2 separate regions of the Zea mays genome follow, and region 2 is linked to region 1. Evidence: chromatin contacts called from public Hi-C data. All regions are on one chromosome and are shown on one strand. Each heading gives the region's core, a stretch centred on a gene start, on an enhancer-like site or on the middle of the called end of the contact. The rest is flanking DNA. Distances are from core to core; before and after follow the strand shown.

Region 1 (3,776 bases), core at 911-3,410:
TATTGCTTCCTTGATTTTCAAATTGTGTTTGCCCGATGCCACAAATACTTTGGGTGCTATGTCTCTTCGACGTCGGCCATGTGCCCAGGTATTATGCCCAAAAGAAGTTTTTGCTCCATCATTGATCATTATTCTTGTTGTTGTCGCAAAGAGAAGTCGGTCAGTCTTGGTATAGGGGAGGTTTAAGCCCATCCCACGGAGCGTCTGGTTTAGCCCATTCTAGCCACAACCAACGTAATCACAACGCTCTAGCAAATCTTTCTGAATCAAGCATTCCTAGGCTATCGAGGTTTATTGGACGTGTCACCATTGGCCAGTTGACTTCGCATTTCCCTCCATTAGGTTTTCTCCTCCTGCCCAAAGGAACCTCTTCCTGATCTTATCAAGGTATTGTAGCACACACTTAGGGGCGTTGAGGACGGAAAGTGTGTGCGTCAGCTGAGAGAAAAGCACCGCCTTTGTAAGGATAAGTCTTCTAGCGTGGGTGATGTTGTGCCCTTTCTAGCTGCCATCCTGTTTTGCACCTTGTCCAACAGATACTGGAAATCAATCTTTCTCAATCGAGAAACTGTCAGTGGGATGTTGAGGTATCTGGCTGGGGAAAAAGCTCTAGCCATGGGCTCTACATGGTTTCATTGAGTTTCATATGATCACATCTTATTGTAACAAAGGACCATTTTGGCAAATTTGTTTGTAAAACGGATGCATGTCCAAATCCCTGTGAAATGAATGTCAGGGAGTCTAACTTGCCTTTGATTGGTTTGATGAAAATGACAATGTCATCTATGTACATTGAGCGCGACGTTGCGATCCGCTACTGGAGATTGGTGACAGAAATCCAACTTGAGTTGCTAGGTTGAGCATTTTATGCAGAGGCTCCATTGCTAGGACAAAAGGCAGGGGCGATAGCGGGTCGCCCTACCTCAGCCCCTGCCATGGTAGAACAATTGCCCTGAGATCCCATTGAGAAGCACCTGGGATGAGGATGTAGCTAGCATTGAACTGATCTAGTTTCTCCACCGGGATGGGAAACCAAACTGAGTGAGAAGGGTTAAAAGGTAGTCTGATCTGACAGAGTCGAAAGCTTTGGAGATATCAAGCTTGATGAGCAATATTGGAGATCTATTTTGATGGAATTTCCTTGACATGCCACGAATGTACAAGAAGTTATCATGGATACTTCTACCCTTGATGAAGGCGCTTTGACACTTAGAAATAATCTTCTCCATCATCAGTGCCAGCCTAAGCAAAAGAAGCTTCATAAACAGCTTCGCGACACTATGAATTAGGCTAATTGGTATGAAGTCCTCGATTTTTTCTACTCCTTCCTTTTTTGGCAGCAAGATGATATTAGCCTCATTTAAAATGTCAAAATTTTGAAACCTCTACACATGAAGAGTGTGCATGACCGCCATCAGGTCATGTTTGATGATGGGTGTAACACCCAAAATCACATTTTGGTGATTTAAATAATTCTCCAAAAAGATTTAAGATAAAATGTCTTCTGATAATGAATTCCTTTCTTTACAAAATATTTATTTCCCTAAAGTGAATAAATAGTAACATTTAAAATTTTGGTAGTTCAAAAGTTAGAGTTAAACTTTGAAAATATAATTGAAAATAAAAAACAGAAAAGAAAACATGGTGAAAGAAAAGCCCTTTCAGCTACCTACTAAAATGAAACATTCCTCTCATAAACCATAGAATTGGAAATACTAAAAATATATGTGGATTAAAGTAATTCTTGATAAGAGATTAAATAAAAACCTTTTCCTAAACTAAATAAGCATTAATCAATGAAATTTTAATAAACCCTTATAATTGGATTATGCATTCAAAATCATGATTCCTTTGGAATAAACAATGTATGAGTGGCATATTGAAGCATTTGCTTAAAATAAGATAAACTAATATATACATATAATTCATGCTCTTGGAGTGTTCATTTGAAATCTAGATTCAAAATTCAAGTTTGAAAAAAAATTAAAATTAGGAGACAATGTAGAAATTGGAGTATAGAATAAGAAAAAGGAAAAGAAAAAGGGAAATCGGCTTCTTGGGACAAACTGTTCACCGCTAGCGATCTCCACTGCATCCCGCGGCCCAACTTCGTGCAGCCCAAGCACCCGCACCGCTTCCACCAGGCCATCTCCGCAGCCCAACTCCCTCCTAGAGTATGCGCTTGGCCACTGCCAGGTGGGGCTGCTAAGTCATTGTCTCCAACGCATGCCCTCGTCTCCACGTCGGATTGCCAGGATTGCCTTCTTCGGAATTATTGGCTGATTTGGTTGCAACCGAAGCGGAGTTTGTTGAGATGTGATCAAAGCATGTGTAACAAACTCAACCGAAATCCTCTCGGATCCAACTGGTCAGGCTTTGCCTCTCGGGTATAAGATGGAGCCGCATCCTTCCCCTATATGCATATGTACCGAAGAAAGCTATCGCAGTAGGGAGACAGAGAGATCTGGTCGCCGCCAGTATCCTCGGACGCATGATCATCTAGGAGTGTGTTTGGTTGCGGTACAGTTAGGAAAGGAACGTTCCCTAGCATCTTCTATCATCCCTCCAACTTTGAGAGACAACTGAGGACAACATTAGGATAGTCATGTCCCAACCCTTAATCTTAAACATTGTCTCATCCCGTCCTGTCATGTCATTGCAACCAAACGCACCCTAGAACTCTAGTGGTGGATGGGGATCATCTCCGCAGCATCGCAAACATTAGGGGCGGTTGGAGGAACAGGAGAGCCGAGAACTCCCTCGCCAGGTCGTGACCACCACCGTAGTGCCGCAGAGTGGTGTGGACAGCAACTTCCACACCTTGAACTCTGGTAAGGCACCTCAGCCTAGATCTCTTTGATCATCGCGTCGCGTAGCTAGGTTTTGGTGGAGTTCGGGCGCTGGATGAGGGATCGCCTTGCCTCAACAATGGCGCCGCCGTGATAAATGATGGGCGATGACCGGCATGGTCGAGGTGGAGACGATGGGCACTGGGTAGTTGATTGCGTTTTATGCGGAGTAGATTAGATCGGATGGGAGCTTGATTTGTGACCGAACGATCGTAATCGGGCGGCTTTGGGAGGATCTCTGGTATTTAAAATCTCCGCCGTTCAAATCTGATCTAAGGACCTAGGGTGTGTATTGTTTTGATGTTAGTGGGACCTAATCAGGACCGTGCATGGTGGATCAGATGACTGAGCCGCGTCCATACCCCCTTCGCTGATGAATGTTTTTCGTAAAGACCACATGGACTTCTTGCAAATCAACCTGTCATCCTACTTTTACATTAGCACCCACGAAATTTACTTTTGGAATTGCAAACAGGTCCTTCGATTTTTCAAAAGAGTCCCTAGTGATTGATTTAGATATGTAGATCACATTAAAAATACCCTAAACTTCTTTAGCCCATAACTTTCTCATTATAACTTTGATTTGATCAATTCAAATTGCGTTAACTTTGTATTGAAATTGCCTACACATTAAACAACATTGTTTCACCATGATTTCAGAGATAATTAAATGTTAGTTTAACTTGGGCTCATTAGATTAACTTTTCTAATTAAAATATAATGTATGGTTTTTCATGCATGCCTATACTATAGTATTTCTAAATAAGTTATAATGTTGATTAAAGAATAAATTAATTGTTTATTTAGAATATCCTTCTCACATGATTTATATTAATGAAAATAACATAGATTTAATTATTTAATCACATAGATCTTTAGAAAACTATAACTTTTCAATCGTAGCTCCGAATTTAGTGGTTCTCCAAC
Region 2 (3,776 bases), core at 510-3,009, 450 kb before region 1:
TTGGGGCCTAGTAGCCAGTAGGAGGGTAATGGAAAAGTCCACCCTAGAAGCACCCGCCCCTAGATACTCCCGAGGCAACGAGCCCGGGACCGGGCCCTTCCATTCATGACCTACGGGCCCTAGGCCTATGACTCATGCATGACCTATCAACCTTAGGTCTGAGAGCATCTACATATACATATAGGAAAAAATTATAAGGTAACTAGACAACATAGATTATTGTCTATTAAAATATATATCTAGCTTAATAGATTCATCTCACCTTAAAATATTCTATCTTATCCTAATAGATACATCTAAACTAAACTAGTCAAATCTAGTCATATCCAATCTAATCTAGATCTCATCTAATCTATTGTGACCTAAAATGATTAACTTGATCTAGTCCAATTTAATCTAATGGGGTTAATCTATTCTAGCCTAATAAAACCAAGTCTAATCGGCTCATATTTCTTACACTTGTCTAAAGGATAGAGCAAACTAACCCAGATTAGTTGATAGATTAAACGCTACACTTAGAAACTCTTTTCCCACCTAGTTCACCTAAACCTAAAATAGTGCCCTAGACCAACTCGGCCATATACAAGCAAGCAAACCAGATTTTGTCATAAGCACACTCAAACTATGCCACCTGCCTATTGACTATCTGTTCTTACCTACAATCTATCATAACTATATGTCCCTAACTCGAATGACGACTCCAAGATCGAAGACAGAAGATGATCGACCTCATCAAGTCCACGAAGGATAGGAGCCAAGCTAGATCTCCAAATGAGTCAAGATCCATCGTCCAGTTTAAAGCTCTTCTTACCCTAATCTTTCTTACCACGACCTTTACTTGCTTTAACCATCTCTCATCTTACCTACTAGGTGGCTAGACATAAGAGATGCTCATGCTTTTCTAATCACCTAATTAGTATTAAAAGACTAAAAAAAGACCTTTCAATTTTTGAACTAATTAGAAACTAAAAGCTAAACTGCAAGCAAAACTTCTGCAACCCTTTCTTACTAATCTCGAGAACGAGATTATTTTTAAGGGGGTAGAAATTGTAACACCTGAAATCCTATTTTGGGATTTTACAAATTCTAAATAAGTTTTCTCCAAAAGATTTGAGATAAAATGACTAATAATAATAATAATTTCATTCCCTTATAAACTATATTTCTCTAAATTAAATGAATAAAAATAGTAAGAATTTGACATTCAAAACTAAGATACAAAAACTTAAAACAGAAGGTTGGGACAAAAAATAAAAGAAAGACCTTGAATCCATTTATTATTTCCCTTCTAAACTATAAAGAACTCTTTAAAAATATTTGGATAACTCTTGGCAAAGATTATATATTACTTTCTCCAAAAAATGTGAGTAATGAATATTCATTTTTGTTAACTTTTAATTTGACCACCTATCCCAAATAATATTTTCTTAAAAATGAATATTGAGTATATTGCATATTCGAGGCATTTAGATAAAACAAATTGATGTAAATATATATAAAATAAAACTAGACTTTGCATATATGCTGGAAGTTTTATCACTTGTGCATTTAAGATATGAATGGGGAAACCCAAAACTGGTTTTGGATTTGAATTTGAATAAAGAAATGAAATAGAAGAAAATAGAATTGATAAAAGAAAAGGGGAAGGAACCAGACTTGCTTGGGCCGAATCTACCTCTCCGGCCCACCCTACCAGTCCACTACCATGCAGCCCGCTTCACCCTACGTCTCTGCTTCCCTCTCACCGATGCATGGGCCACCAGGTCAGCCACTCAGCCATGAGCCTGCAACTCCCCTTGACTGTGTGCTTGGCCGGTTGGCCCATGTCTCGCGCCCGCGTAAACGTGTAGCCTGGTCAGTCTCACTACCGCTGTCACTTGGGACCGGAGTGTCAGCTCTCCTAGCGTTGGCCGTTATAAGCGTGCGGATCACACGTCAAATCACCAGTAGATGCATGTCGATAGATTTGGGATTGTTGTTAGGAGTTCATTTCTTGGCCTCGGGCATATAAATGGGATCACCCCGCATTCCTCAAGGATATAAGAGAGCCTCGCCGAGAGACACACCGGCAACCGTGAGTGTATAGGTTAGCGGCAAGAGACATGGCCGCCGACATCGTCACCCGCTGCTGCCAACAGTTGGAGTCCACGAAGTGGATAGATGATTTATCGAGGTGTAGGGATCATGGCCGTTGATAGAGGGGAGGCTTGATCTTTCTTGAGGTATGATAACTTGATTGATGGAGATCTTGACGTTGATGACCCAAGGCTCCGAGCGAATGGATCCTCACAATCACTACACCAATGCTCATTGGTTATCACTCGTGACACAAAGTGACATCTCCACGAAGGTTTATCCCTGCAAGCGCTATCAAGAACACAAGCAGGAACAGGAAGAATGCAATCAAAACTGCATTGATTACGAGGTGGGGTCTCACAAACCGATGAACAACGATACTGTTCGATGATAGATATGATCTAAGAAAAATCCAAACCCTAATGTGGCGGTGGCTGCTGTTAAAATAGAGGTTAGGGGCATGCACAACCCCTGGAGGTACCTCTAATAGGCTCCAATGTAACACCCCTGGTGTTTATATTCCGCTCGACAACGAGTATTGATTTAAGCACGTAATATTGGTGGATAAAACGGATGCTAAATTTTAATCATCTTCGCCTATCGTGATTTTAATATCACATCTGTTTCTGTCTATTTAGACTCTTCCTAAGTCTTCGCGAAATGCAGAACACAATTGTTCCAAAAATTTGCGAGTCTGGTGCCTAATTAAAATCTATCGAGTTTGGTGTCATTTTCATTTCGATAATCTAAACAGCTAAAAAGGGTTCATGAAGCTTTTGGATTATTAAATCTTCGTTGCTGGCGAATTTTGAACTGTTCGAATCACGCGCGTAAGTGAATACGAAAATCAGAAGACTTCTGATTTTATGAACAATTTGGAGCCCGCGCTGTCCGAACAGAACGATGCGCCAGCTGATCAAGTGAATCGTTCCTCTTAGCATGTGATCGTTGGCGTCACATCAAATGATCGATCACTAGTAAGGATCGTAAAAATTAGACGGAATAAGAATAACAGTCTCTCTATCTTAATCTGTTTCGTCTGTCGCGAGTTCGACATCGTTTTTATTTTTATCTATTCGAGCTCCTCCTAAATTTTCGTAATGTTCGGAACATAGTTGTTCCGAAAATCGGTGAGTCTGGTGTTCGATTAAAATTTCTCGGTTAAGTAAATACAATTTGGAAAGCGCATGATTTTATAGCTTTGACCGCGTGCATTATCCGGAAGAGCGAGCGCAAGAGTAATAATCGGACTTATTTTTCCAGTATGTTGCTCTCGGCAAAGAAATCAAAGATGTTCAGATATCAGGAATATGTTCATCTGATTTTAAACCAGATCAAATCTCGTTTGGATATCGAAGTCGATATTGTTTCTTCAGCACGCTATTTTGGTGCCGAATTCAGTTTATTTCGGTCTGTCGTTTCTCGTACAGATCTAAATCTTCGGATATAGGTAACTGGTAAAAAATCATATTCCAGAATTGTTGGGACTTGTTCTCAAATGCTATGAATTAAGAACAAGGCAACACAAAATGTTAAATGTTAAAGCCCTTCGTCCTTCGAAGCATTATTTCCCTTAGGATATAACGATCTTCGGACGAAGGTTATGAAGGACATACCTTCATAAATATGACATGTATAACCAAACGGTAAAGCTTATAAAACACAGGAAAATAATATAAATAATAATATAACAGCATAAA

Evidence for each region. A called contact is a pair of places that touch in the nucleus more often than the background predicts.
Region 2: a Hi-C map of ear shows a contact between it and region 1, with 2.7 times the contacts expected there. The contact joins two enhancer-like sites. A contact is called at or near these places in 2 of 25 Hi-C or Micro-C datasets (ear and tassel).

What each region holds. Positions count from the first base shown.
Region 1 is chr10:24,320,690-24,324,465 of Zm-B73-REFERENCE-NAM-5.0, reverse strand. No RefSeq gene overlaps it. Among protein-coding and RNA genes, the nearest start is that of LOC109943042, 5.4 kb to the right of the region's middle. Within about 2 kb of position 2,160, at least 15 of the 20 cell types and tissues checked have an H3K27ac peak or open chromatin away from gene starts, as enhancers often do. A contact at or near this core is called in ear and tassel, where this site is marked.
Region 2 is chr10:24,768,379-24,772,154 of Zm-B73-REFERENCE-NAM-5.0, reverse strand. No RefSeq gene overlaps it. Among protein-coding and RNA genes, the nearest start is that of LOC103640953, 5.0 kb to the left of the region's middle. Within about 2 kb of position 1,759, at least 16 of the 20 cell types and tissues checked have an H3K27ac peak or open chromatin away from gene starts, as enhancers often do. A contact at or near this core is called in ear and tassel, where this site is marked.